Regions from separate parts of the Mus musculus genome. Here region 2 is linked to region 1. A link is a contact called in public HiChIP or PLAC-seq data. All regions are on one chromosome and are shown on one strand. The core of a region is the stretch at or near the end of the contact, and the rest is flanking DNA. Distances in the headings are between cores, read along the strand shown. Region 1 has its middle 25 kb from the start of Gm30206. Region 2 holds the start of Prkar1b (protein kinase, cAMP dependent regulatory, type I beta).

Region 1 (6,134 bases), core at 1,668-4,167:
CCAACATGCAGGGCAGCAAAGGCATCTTGTGTCTTCTCACTTAATTTTTAACTGATTAACTTTTTAAAAGACGGGGTCTCACTATATAGCTCTGTCTGGCCTAGAACTTGCTATACAGACCAGTTTAGCCTCACAGAAATTTGTATTCCTGCCCCCCTCTCCCCAGATACTGATCTGCTTTTTGTCTTTGTTTTGATTGTTTGTTTTGTTTTGTTTGAGATTGGCTCATATGTAGCCCAGGATGCCTTCAAACTTGCTAAGTAGCTGGAGATAGCCTTGAGCTTCTTGCCTTGAGCTTCTTATTCTCCTGTTTCCACAATCCCAGTGCTCAGACTCCAGGCTCCGGGGCCTCCTGCATGCTAAGTAAGATACATTACCAACTGAGCTACAACACCAACCTCTGTTTGTTATTTGTTTGTTTGTTTGTTTGTTTGTTATTTTTCTTAAGACTGGGTCACACTATGTAGCTCAGGCTGGCCTGAAACTCCCCATCCTCCTTTCTCGGAGGATCACAGAAGAGCATCCCAAGTCCCACACCCTGTAATTTCTTTTGAACTATACTTCCCAGTGAGGAAGCGCTGTGGCCTTAAATCATAGGATTCGAGCGAGGGCATTCATTACTGCACACTTTCTGCACTGGCTTCCTCCCCAGGAGAATGCAACTCCACCCACAAGCAGGCCTCCATCCTTTACAGCTCTCAGCGGAACTGATGCGCTCCATGGGGGGCCAGACCACCGAAAAAGTCACTAAGGCCACGGCCACGGACAGAGGAGGAGGCGTGGGGACTCACTTTCCCCCATTGCTATCAAGGGGTTGGAACCTCCAGGTGCAGCGCTGCTTCTGCCAATTTGCGGTGTGCCCAGTTAAAAAGCACTGTTCATGAGTGGATGTCAGGCCCAGTACCAGCAGGACTTTAGGGGTGCCAATATCCTCCTCAAAATACACACACACACACACACACACACACACACACACACACACACACACACACACACACACACACTTAACACATGTAACCCCACCCCAGGGACTCCTCGTGCAACAGCCAGGAGCATGCGCACATCTGCAACGCCAAAGTCCAGTAGAAAGGGTGCGTGGCAGACAATGGACACCAGGTGGCAGCAGAGGGCTACCCATAAACCAGGCCCAGGCAGCTCCAGCTGCAATGGCAAGGCCACTCTTACAAAACAAGCCCCTTGGGACATACATCCTAAGCCACCCGCCCGATCTGGGGTCAGTAAGGATGAGATGATAGTGGAGGGGAGGGGGAGGAGGAATGGCTCTTCACACCAGGGTGGACCCACAAGCCCGCCTGCTTTACTCATAAGGCCTCTTTCAGCAAGCCTGGGAGTTAGGGCAAACAAACAGTCTTGTGGGAACACAGGTAGTGGAGATCCGGAAGGAACATGGCAGATAGCCTTTGAGTGGGATGAGATAGCCTCTCATGAAACGCCAATAGGGTCAAAGCTTGTAATATCCACCCGAGTTTCCAACCTGAAAGTGTGGCTACTGTAGGCAAAGTGAGTATTCACCGTAAAGTTAGCGCCCCTTGACACTTGGCCTAGGAACTCTGACCCCAAGGCCAGATGACCTCCCAAAGACCTTATGGACACTGACACATAACCCACTGGGTTCTGGCCCAGGAAGGAGAGTTTGATCTGTTCCATTCTCACACAGAGAATCACAGTGGGATCCATGGTCAGGTGTATCTTTGACCTTGCAAAGTTTCTAAAGACCTCATCCCATAACTTCCCTTGCTTTCTAGAAGGGCTTGCCCAGGGGAGTATGGAGGCTGTGAATGGCAGGCTCAGACCCTTGCCGCCAGCTTCTTTACCTCTCTTTATTTACCCTTACATCTTATTGTGCCTCTCTGAAGCTCACTTAGGGTCTCTGACCCAGGTTGGAGCTCAGAGCAGCCTCTGGACTCACTCTCTGCTTGCCTTGAGGCACTCCCTACTAACTGGGACCTGAGGGCCTGGGAGAGAGCGAAGGGTCCCTGAGTCCCTGCCTCTCCTGCTGATGTAGTGCACTACGGCATCTCTAAGAGAGCCACAGGGTTTGGAAAAGCAGAACGGATCTGTCCCTAGACTTGTGGTTCTCAACCTTCCTAACGTTGCAACCCTTTAGTACAGTACCTCATGTTGTGGTGACCCTCCAACCATAAAATTATTGTTGTTGCTATTTAATAACTGCAGCTTTGCTGCTGTTATGAATCTCAGTGGAAATATTCGTGCTTTTTGATGATCTGACCCTTGTTCAACCCCCAGAGGGGTTGTAACCCATAGGATGAGACACACGGCCCTAGAGTAAACCAGGTCCCTCTGAGGGAAGCCACTTCCATGCTGTCTGATGCTAACACGCAAATGTACTCTGACACTGAATGTAGAATTTCCTTGAAAACAGAAATACTGAAGGAACTTTGAACCCGAGAAGAGCTGCTTCAGGTCACGTCCACAGATGAGTGGAGGGGGAGGGGAGAAAGGGACAACACTTAAAGTGATGCCAACGGAGAGGCTGAGAGGTACCGTGGAAAGCCATCCACAGCCACTCACACTGTAGTGAGAATGATTTAGCCTGAAGCCGGATATGGGAGATGATCGTGAAGTCTGTGTGAGCAGCTGAGTAGTGAGTCGCCAGAAGGCAGCCGCTCGCTCGCTCGCTCGCTCACTCGGGCTGTCTAGAACAGCACGGCAGGGCCAGAACACCTGCAAGCCCTTCCTTGGCATCCTGCCAGGCTCCCCAGCCACTACTCCAGAGCTTGGACCCACCTAAGGACCAGGTGAGTGATAAAAAGGAAGCGGCATGCGACTGACATTCAGAGGTTTTGTTGAACTTAGTGGGGCAATGAGGAAGCCAGTAAATCCTCTGACCGCCAGCAGAGGAGGAGGAGGCAGGGATGCCCTGTTGAGCTTAGGTGTGATGTGACCTTCTGTCCCCAGATGACAGTCAGCGGGGTTCCACCAGAGACGATTCATACATGCTCCTAAGAACATGAATCATTCTGGTGGCATTGACTTTCTGTAAATGGCTACAGGAGCCTGGGAGATCCCGGAAGCCAGCGGATACAATCAATCCGCCCATTTCAGCCTTTCGAAACTTCTTGGTCTGGGTGAGTCCGCTAAGACACACCCCTCAGGTGTCTGGCGTGTTCTCTACATGTCTTGAATGGAGCTTCTGGTGAGCACCCCGGTCTTCCCACACCCCTTCCAGACTCTGGTCTCAGGCAAACTCTACTGCACTGGCCAGCCCAAATTTCCTCTTACCCTAAACTTTCTAAGTTCCTGTCTGTGAAATAAGCCCAAAGGATGGAGCTTTTTATTAAAAGGTCATACTCATATATGACCTTTGGGTGGCAGAGGTCACCATATGTACCCAGCACCCACAGTTCACATCCCTCCCCTGTAACCTGGCACATCTTTTTCTCCCCAGCCCCATGTGTGCACTGAAGGGTAGGCACCTGACCTCAGGGGCCCCATTGTGATTCTCTGTGTGAACAGTTGGAACCGATCAAACTCTCCTTCCTGGGCGGGGTGGTACTTCGATATGAAACCTGGAACTACAGCAGCTCTTTTGTGTGTACCTGGGGGACAGCTTGATTTGGAACGAGGCCAGCTAGGCAGAAGGCGGGGATAAAAAGAAATCAGGGCCAGAATGGGATCTTTGGGCCACTGATACCAAAACCTACCCTGCTTAGGGCCCTACAGCCTTATGTGTGTAGGGTATCCTCTCCTTGTTCAAGGAGTTGGCTCGACCACATTTCCCTCTGCCATCCTACCTGAGGAGTGCCCTCATCATGGGCATCAGTGATGCAGGCACTGACCGCCTGACATAACCAGCCCACTTAGCATCGTGCCCAACACTTAGTTGACACTGATAGCCAAGTCCTCGGGGAACCCCCAAAGCAAGACTGGCTGCGAGGAGAGAGTCTGCTCTCTCTCCTGTTCTTGGCCCCCCCTGTTCTTGGTAGAACTCATACACCAGCCAATTGTCACACATGGTCCCAGCACAGACAGCTGAGACCCAGAGTTCCCAGTGTCTCTATCTCTTCTCCTTTATTCCCCTTTTACCCCTTTGTGTGCAGGAGGGGAGGAAATGGCCAGATCCCAGAAAGCCACAGGCCATGAGTGCTCTAACTCCACATGATGAACTTTTGTTGGCCCAGCCTGGCATCCTGTGTTTAAGTCAAATGAGCTCACCATTCCGGGAGTATCAGTCCATCTGCAGTTACAGCTTACCTGCATTAAAAGCCTGTGAGACTTCCACATTAAACAGGAGTGTTGAGCAAAAAGCCATTGCTGTGGGTGGTACTCCGGCCCTTCCCAGTACACAGCGACTCTCTGGAAGCCTTCCATTAGCCGTAACAGTCAGAAAGAAGGCTCCCAGCTATCTGTGCCCTAACTTTACACAGGGTGTTTGTCTTTGTTTGAGTGATATTGGCATTGTTTCCAGAATAGGTGCCAACTGACCTGGTAAGTAGTGTGGCTTCCAGTGAACTCAGAACTCACAGGAAGCTATCACCCTGCTCTGGCCAAGAGCTTGAGAAGATTCTCAAGGAGAAGGCAAATGAGTGAGGAGGCCAGTAAGCTAGCGGAACTAGTTCTATCCAGCTCACAAGGAGACCAACTTCAATTAGCCCTGCCTCCATGACTCCAGAGTCCTGGCCCCCTACCTTCCTAATCCCAGCCTTCTTGAGCCCAGCTCCCTCAAACCCTGCCTTCCCTACATCAGCCTCCCCGACTCCTGCCTTCCTGACCCCAGCGTCCATGACCCCTGCCTCCCTAGCCCCAGTCTCCATAACTCTAATCCCTCCATTAACTTGACTCTACCTCAAATCTTGGTGACTTCATTGACTAAAATACTGTGATATATTTAAGGAATGATATGTAATTCCCCCGCCAGCACCAGCACCATGTTTGGCCTTAATTTTTCCCTTCTCTCTTTTCTTTCATGGTGGTGGTGTTTGACCTGAGGCTCCTGAGGGTGAAGCTCACTCTAGCCCATGACTCACTCCATTGTCACTCCTCACCATTTGTCACCTATGAGCCGTCCTTAGATGTGTGTGCTTGGGTGTCGTCTTGTCCTTTCCAGGCCATTCTGAACTCCTGAGTAGTGCAGATGGAACCTTCTACTTCCCTGTTGCTGCAGCACCTTTGAGGCCCCTAGCGGTTTGAATGAGAATGGCCCTCACAGACTCACGTTTTTAATGCTTGTTCCCCAGTTAGTGGAACTCTTTGGGAAGGATTAGGAGGTATGGCCTTGGAGGAAGTTTATCACTGTGAGTGAGTTTTGAGGTTTCAAAAGACCACAACATTCCAGGTGGTGCTCTGTGATTCTTGGTTGTTTCTCAAGATAGAAGCTCTCAGCTACTGCTCCAGTGCCATGCTTGCTTGCCTGCTGCCATGCTGCCATGACATGGTGTTCATATCCACTGTAACCTTCTAAAACTCTAAGTCCTAAATAAATTCTTTCATCTATAAGTTGCCTTTGGTCGTAGTGTCTTTTTTTTCCTTTTTAATAATTTATCTCATGTGTATGATCATTTTGCTTGAATGTATGGTCACCATACTCTTGCCTGGTGTCTACATTAGTTAGAAAAACAAATCAAATCCCCAGGAACTAGAGTTACAGACAGTTTTTAGCTGTCATGTGGATGCTGGATCTTCTAGAAAGAGGAGTATTGGGTTCTCCTAACCACTGAGCCATCTCTCCAGCCCTCGACCATAGCATGTTATAACAGCAATTGAAAAGTAACTAAGACACTCCTTCATTCCAGAATGTTCCAAGGGCTGGGAAGATGACTCAGTAAAAATGTTTGCCACACAAACCTGAGGATCTGAGTTTGTCCCCAGCCCCAGGTAAAAAGCCAGATGTGCTGTGAGCACCTATAATTCCAGGACTAGGAAGGTTGAGAGAGGAAGGTCTCAGGGGCTCACTGGCCTGCCAGCCTTAACCAAATGGGTAAGCTCTAACTCAGTAAGAGACTGTGCACAAAAGTAAGTGAAGTGACTGAGGAAGTATCTGATATCAGTCTCTGGCCTTCGTGTGCACACACTGGCGAATGCTGCTGGTGAGTACACCTGTATGCATATGCATGCACACATATACATACACATGCACACATATAAAAATAAAA
Region 2 (6,134 bases), core at 1,014-3,513, 280 kb after region 1:
AGATCTGGGATATAGGAGCATCACTATCTTGGAATTCCAAGGAGGGACTTGAAGCAGCTTTGCCCAGGCCACCTACAAAGGATACTAGGGGCACTGACCTTCTCCAACTTCTCAAAGTGCTCCCGGAGGAATCGCAGTGGCCGGTCCGGCTTGGCGACACAGAGGTGCACAATGCATTCTTTGAGCACCTGCTGGATGCCATGTTTCTGCACGTACATCTCGCATCCTTTCAGAGAGTCCTCATCCTCCGAGTGGAAGCATGATGGGGAGGCCATGGTCAGAATGTCTTCTATGCTCCTGTTACAGATGACACAATCAGCTTTAGGAGGTGTTGGGGAAGCCAAACTGTTCTACCATAAACTATATAAAGTACACGTGGGCTGGGCCTGGTGGTACAGGCCTGTCATGCCAGCTACTCAGAAGATGAACACAGGAGGACTGTGAGTTCAAGGTCTGCCTGAACAGGACCAGCCTATACAACTTAGTGAGAACCTGTCTCAAAGTAAAAAGTAAAAGCCTGGAATGGGTTTAGAGAATATGACTTAGTTGGTAAAATACTAGCCTAGTATGCAGATTTCATGCCCAACACCAATGAACTCTGCAGTGATGCATAACTATAACCCCAGCACTCCTCAGCACGGAAAGACATAAAGATAAGGAGTTTAAAGCCAGCCTTTGCTACATAACAAGTTGGAGGCTGGCCTGGTCTATGTAAACTTTGCCTTTAAAAAGAGGGAGGGCAGGGGAGATACTGACAGGATGGTTCAGTAGATAAAACATCTAAGGCCCGAGCATGAGGACAGAAGGTCAGATCCACAGCACCCACAGAAATGCCAGGTGGGCATGGTGGCCTACAGTCCCAGGGTGAGGGAAGTGAAGCCAGGGTCCTTGGGGCAAGCTAGCTAGCTAGACTATCTGAATCGGTGAGCTATGAGTTCAGGGAGAAACTGTGCCTCACTGTATAAGGTGGAAAGTGGTCAAGGAATGCACCCAAGACCAACCACTGGCCTTCTACACACACACACACACACACACACACACACACACACACACAGAGAGAGAGAGAGAGAGAGAGAGAGAGAGAGAGAGAGAGAGAGACGCATGCACACAAAACATTTAATTAAAAAAATAACATAGGGCTGTACATCAGTGGAAGAGGGCCTCCCAGCATGTAAGGTTTATTGTTAATGATTAACTCCAGTGTGTATAACGCCAGAAGTCACGTTTGTCAAAGGGTTTTCTCTGATGAGTTAGTTCATCACTCAAAGGCTCAAACGCCTTCCTTACTTCGGAACAGGTTCCTTCAGGGATGAAAGAGATCAAGTATGATTTGCATACGGTTCTCTCTCCATTTCTGAGAAATTTCAGGTGGAATAAGTTGGGTGTTTGGCGCCCCCACTATGCAAACCATGATGCTTCATTTTTTTTTTCATCCACACTCTCCCCCCTTTTAAGGTTGATGTTGTCACGATCTAAGGCCCCAGCGCGGGTGGGTGGGGCGCGAGGGGGGTGCTGTCAAAGGATTGGGGTGGCTTGTTTCATGAGAAAGGCAAAGAGGGTAAAGAAAACAATGGAAGTGAGCTGAGGGGTGGGGGTGGGGGGCTTGGAAGACAGTAACAGAGGCCCGAAGGCTCTAGAAGGCTCTAGTGAGTGTCCTGCGCAGTGTTGAGTCACAACGTCCAGGTCATCGCCCCGCCCCACACTGATTGGAATCATCCAGCCTAGAGGCCTTGGGGTTGAGGGGACCCCATGGCGGATGAGGACGAGGAGGTACACCTAGCCTCAGAAGGATGGGGAATCACACACACACACACACATACCGTGACTCGGTCCCCAAACCCTGGGCCCACCAGAGGAGAGTTGGGGACGCCCCCAGATGGTGGTGAGTGCAAGGCGCCTCCAGACCCTGGTGGGTACAGGGGACCAACCCAACCCTGTCCTGAGAGCTTTTACAAAGGCCTGGTACCACCTTGGACGCCAACAGTTCTCCCCCCACCCCACCCCCGCCTCCACCCGCGTAGCCCCGCGGGGCTGATTGCGCCCCTCCCCAAATCCCTCGTGTCCCCGTGAGTCCCCCACCCCACCCCAGTTCCCGCTGACACCCAGCTCCAGATAGGGCCGGGTCCCTACACAGACCCCACCCCAGCCTGCGTACCTGTAGATGCGCGGTGCCCGAGGCCGGAGGAGGCTGCGCGAGGACGCGGGGACGCGGGGACGGCGAGCGGGTCCCCGCACTGCAGCGGCGCCGCCCTCCGCCCGCCCCCGCTGCGCGTCGCCGCCGGCCGCCAGGCCCCGCGCACCGCGCCCGCGCGGGTCGCCCACCGACCGCTGTCCTCCCCAGGGACCGCCCCACAGCTGTCTCTGAATGCCAGGGACACACCAGAGCTCTGTCGCGCAGGCCCCGCGTCCCCGCACACACACAGGTCCTGCCACCCGGACCTCCTACCACCCCATTCCTCTCTTCCTAAGCTAGCCCGACCTGGCTGGCGCCGCTCCTTCCGGGCCTAGATGCTCTCTCTGCTCAGGGCACAGTGGCACCGTGCTCTGTCTGAGCTGTCATTCTGAGTCTCATTCAGTGCCTGCCCACTCTAAAGCCGAGGCCTGTAGCAAAAATTAGCCACCACGCACGCATCCTGTCCTGCGCCATCTGCTCCTGTGGAAACAGAGTCCATCTTCTCCCAGTGATCTGAGCTGCAGGAGGAAGGATGAGACTCAAAGGTGCTGGAGAAGACATCTCCAATCTTCTGGCCTGTCTATATTCTCCAGTCCACCACGTATTCCCCCCACTCACCTGTCCTGACTCACCTGTGCTCACACCCTGTTCCCCAATCTGTTCTTCCATTCACCAGCTCCCCACTCGTCTATCTACACTGACCAGCTCCCTGAATTTGTTCCTCCACTCACCTGCCCACATTCCCTATCGTTCAGGGGTACCCCATTGCCCAGCTGCCTGATACCTCTTGCCACATTCACCAGCCCTCCTCCTCCTGACACACATGTCTCCACATGGCCACCAACCTGGCCTGTGCTCTCAGCAGGCAGGGCTGGCGGTGGCCCACACCTCTTCCTGCCAATGTGAAGGAAAACTGCTGTAAAAGGACTTGCTGCTTTGGAACAGGGCTCAGTTGATATCGTGCTTGCCTAGCATGCAGGAGCTCAGGGTCCCATCACCAGCAATGCACCAACATGGCAGCACACACCAGTGATCCCAGCACGTGGGGTGTAGCAACAGGAGCAGCGCATTGTCTGTATTGTATGTTTGCCTACAATAGCAAGTTTGAGGCCAGCCTAGGCTACATGAGGTTCTGTCTCGAATAAAATCAAATCTAGAATGAAATTAATAATAAAACAAAACAAGTATATGATAAAATAAACAAAAATAATAAAATAAAATAAAAAAAAGACACTGCTCAGCCGGGCATGGTGGTGCATGCCTTTAATCCCAGCACTTGGGAGGCAGAGGCAGGCATATTTCTGAGTTCAAGGTCAGCCTGGTCTACAGAGTGAGTTCCAGGACAGCCAGGGCTATACAGAGAAACCCTGTTTCAAAAAACCAAAAAAGAAGAAGAAGAAGAAGAAGAAGAAGAAGAAGAAGAAGAAGAAGAAGAAGAAGAAGAAGAAGAAGAAAAAGAAGAAGAAGAAGAAGAAGAAGAAGATGATGATGATGAAGATGTAGCTCACACTTCCCTGGCCTTGCCCTCCAGCCTGCCTCCCCAGATCTGTCCACCTGAGTGACAGACATACCTAGTGGGAAAGGGTCTTTTTTTTTTTTTTTTCAAGAATTCAAGTCCCATCTTACCAAAACGAAAACTTGCCTTTCCTAAGTAACTCATGTGCTGCTACCTGCCAGCACTCAGATGGGGTCACCTGCCTTCTCCATCACCCACTTCCCTCTCTAGCCCCAACTCCTCCTGGCTCCTGCGGGGATGCAGAAAGCACTGAGCAAAGTCAGCAAAAAGGAGCCAATTTCTATCCTGGAACTTGGGCTATGGGGTTGAATCCTCCAGGGCTGCTCTCCACTCTCCTCCTCTTCCTTTTTTGTTTTTGTTTTTGTTTTTTGTTTTTTGTTTTGCTACTAACCCAAGGCTAATCTCAAAATCACTAAGGATGGGCCTTAAACTCCTGATCTTTATTCTTCTACCTCTGAAATGCTAGGCTTGTAGGCATGTACCACATGCATAAATAAGGACTGGGTTTTCTCCCCTGGGGACCCCATCCCCACCTCTAAGGGGCTCTCTGTTTTTTGAAGTTCCCTATAAAGACTACCCTTCATGTTGTTCCTTCGGAGAGGTGGGGTGACCCTCAAGAACAGTCCTCAGATCACAAGGCGCACACACACAAGCAGACGTCTACTGAAGTACACTGCCTGAAAGGCAAGTCCCCTTGGATAGAACTGTCCTGTCACAACAAGAACCCTTGGTCAGGGGCTAGCCATCAGGAATTATGGAACCAACCAAGAACCAGGTCCCTGGGCCTTACAGCAATGCCTGCTGCTGTGGCCCCCTGTGAAGGCAGCTCCTGCCATTCTTGGTTATGTCTGGGCTACTCTAGTAACCTAGTCCAGGGACCTTGGCTTCTTGAGGTTCCCTTCCTGTAGTGCTGGGGATAGAACCTGGGATTCCCTGGCCAGCCACTCTAGCCTACTTGGGGAATTTGGGCAAGGCCAGTGAGAAAATCCTATCTCAAAAAAGAAGATAGCTTTTAACTAAGAACTGGGAAGGTAGAGGCAGGGGCATTTCTGTGAGTTGGAGGCCTGGTCTATGCAGTGAATTCTAGGCCATCCACAGCTACATAGTGAGACACACACACCCCAACATGCCCCACCCCATGCCACAAAATGAATGTTGGTCCCCGGCACCTGGAAACTGGAAAATAGAAACGTGAGCCTAGGCTACCTAGAGAGGCCCTGTCTCCAGAATGTAAGTAAAATAAATAAAAGGCAAAAGAAAAAAGTCACTGAGGTAGAGTTGCTGATCTTATTTACTCATGGTGCATGGTGAGGGGCTGTTCTGTGGAGTTCAGAAAGGAAGATGGCTCATTAAACCATGGTCTTTACAGACGTGGCATAGCCATGACTCTGTGACTGGGGCCCTGGAGATGACAGTGTGGGTGTGGACCCCGTCTCTGGCCCAATCGTCCAGTGTACAGAACTCCTCCCAAAGGAGCAGGAAGAGATGACTGACACTCACCAGGGGATGCTGGGAAATGCTCATGTCAAGGCAGAGAACGTGTGCTGAGGGGATGCAAACCGAGGGGAGGTGCAGAGCACAAAGCTCAGCTTCTCCCACATACAAAGTCTCAGTCTCAATCATATTTTTGGCTTTGTGATGGTGGGAAAGAAACAGGAACCATGTGTGAATGGTACTTTAAAAATATTTACCTCTTCTGGGCTAACATGAGATAGAGTATCATTTTGTTTATTTTGATAGTTTATGTATATATTCCTGAACATATGTGTGTACAAGCATGAGGATGCCAGAGTTGGACCCTGTGTGTCTTCCTCTATCACTTTCCACCTCCCCCCCATATTTGTGTTATGTGCACACATGCATGCATTTGTGCTCCCCCCCCCCGCCGTGTGTGTGTGTGTGTGTGTGTGTGTGTGTGTGTGTGTGTGTGTGTTTGTGTGTATGGTATGGTATGTGAATGTAGACATGCATGTGCCATGAGGTCATGTGGAGGTCAGAGATCAATTCTGAGAATTTGGTTGTCTCCTACCAGGGTCCCAAGGATCAAACTCAGGCCTATGTAGTAAACTGGTTTACCCACTGAGCCATCTCACCAGCCCCATTTTTGATATCCTGAGACAGGGTTTTGCTGTGTAGCCCAGACCAACTACAAACTCAAGAACCTCCTGTCTCAGCCTCCTGAGTAGTGGGATTGTGGGTGTGCATCACTGTGCCTGGTCCTGATGCTCTTTCTTGATAGTGGACAGCAGCAGCAGCAGCACTTTCAGCATGATCTGTGTTTGATGGAAAGCCTGATACTGAGCAAGCGGTAATCAGGCTGTGTTGCTGGGAGTGGGGGTGCTGGCTAGGCTAGGGGTGTTCCATGCATTCTGTTAGTAAACCACAGGTTTCTCAGAACCTGAGTCTATGGCAGTCAAGTGGCTTGTGTCAGTTGGAACTGACAAC

What was found. HiChIP or PLAC-seq counts read pairs in DNA pulled down with a chosen protein or histone mark.
Region 2: a contact with region 1 is called in an H3K4me3 HiChIP or PLAC-seq map of intestinal villus epithelium, with 6 read pairs. The contact joins the promoter of Prkar1b here to the enhancer-like site in region 1. A contact is called at or near these places in 2 of 39 promoter capture datasets (the SN4741 cell line and embryonic stem cells), 4 of 15 datasets of contacts at CTCF or cohesin (the NIH/3T3 cell line, embryonic stem cells and large pre-B cells), 11 of 484 Hi-C or Micro-C datasets (the 63-12 cell line, B cells, bone marrow-derived macrophages and 7 more), 17 of 115 datasets of contacts at active chromatin or transcription factors (craniofacial prominence, embryonic basal ganglia, embryonic forebrain and 11 more) and 3 of 9 other capture datasets (adipose tissue, embryonic stem cells and liver).

Annotation. Positions count from the first base shown.
Region 1 is chr5:138,847,159-138,853,292 of GRCm38.p6, forward strand. No RefSeq gene overlaps it. Among named protein-coding and RNA genes, the nearest start is that of Gm30206, 25 kb to the left of the region's middle. Within about 2 kb of position 2,918, at least 18 of the 459 cell types and tissues checked have an H3K27ac peak or open chromatin away from gene starts, as enhancers often do. A contact at or near this core is called in the 63-12 cell line, intestinal crypt epithelium and intestinal villus epithelium, where this site is marked.
Region 2 is chr5:139,127,489-139,133,622 of GRCm38.p6, forward strand. Prkar1b (protein kinase, cAMP dependent regulatory, type I beta) reads right to left here and starts at 2,264. Exons shown (of 11, transcript NM_008923.3): 1 at 2,156-2,264; 2 at 99-297. The coding sequence starts at 275.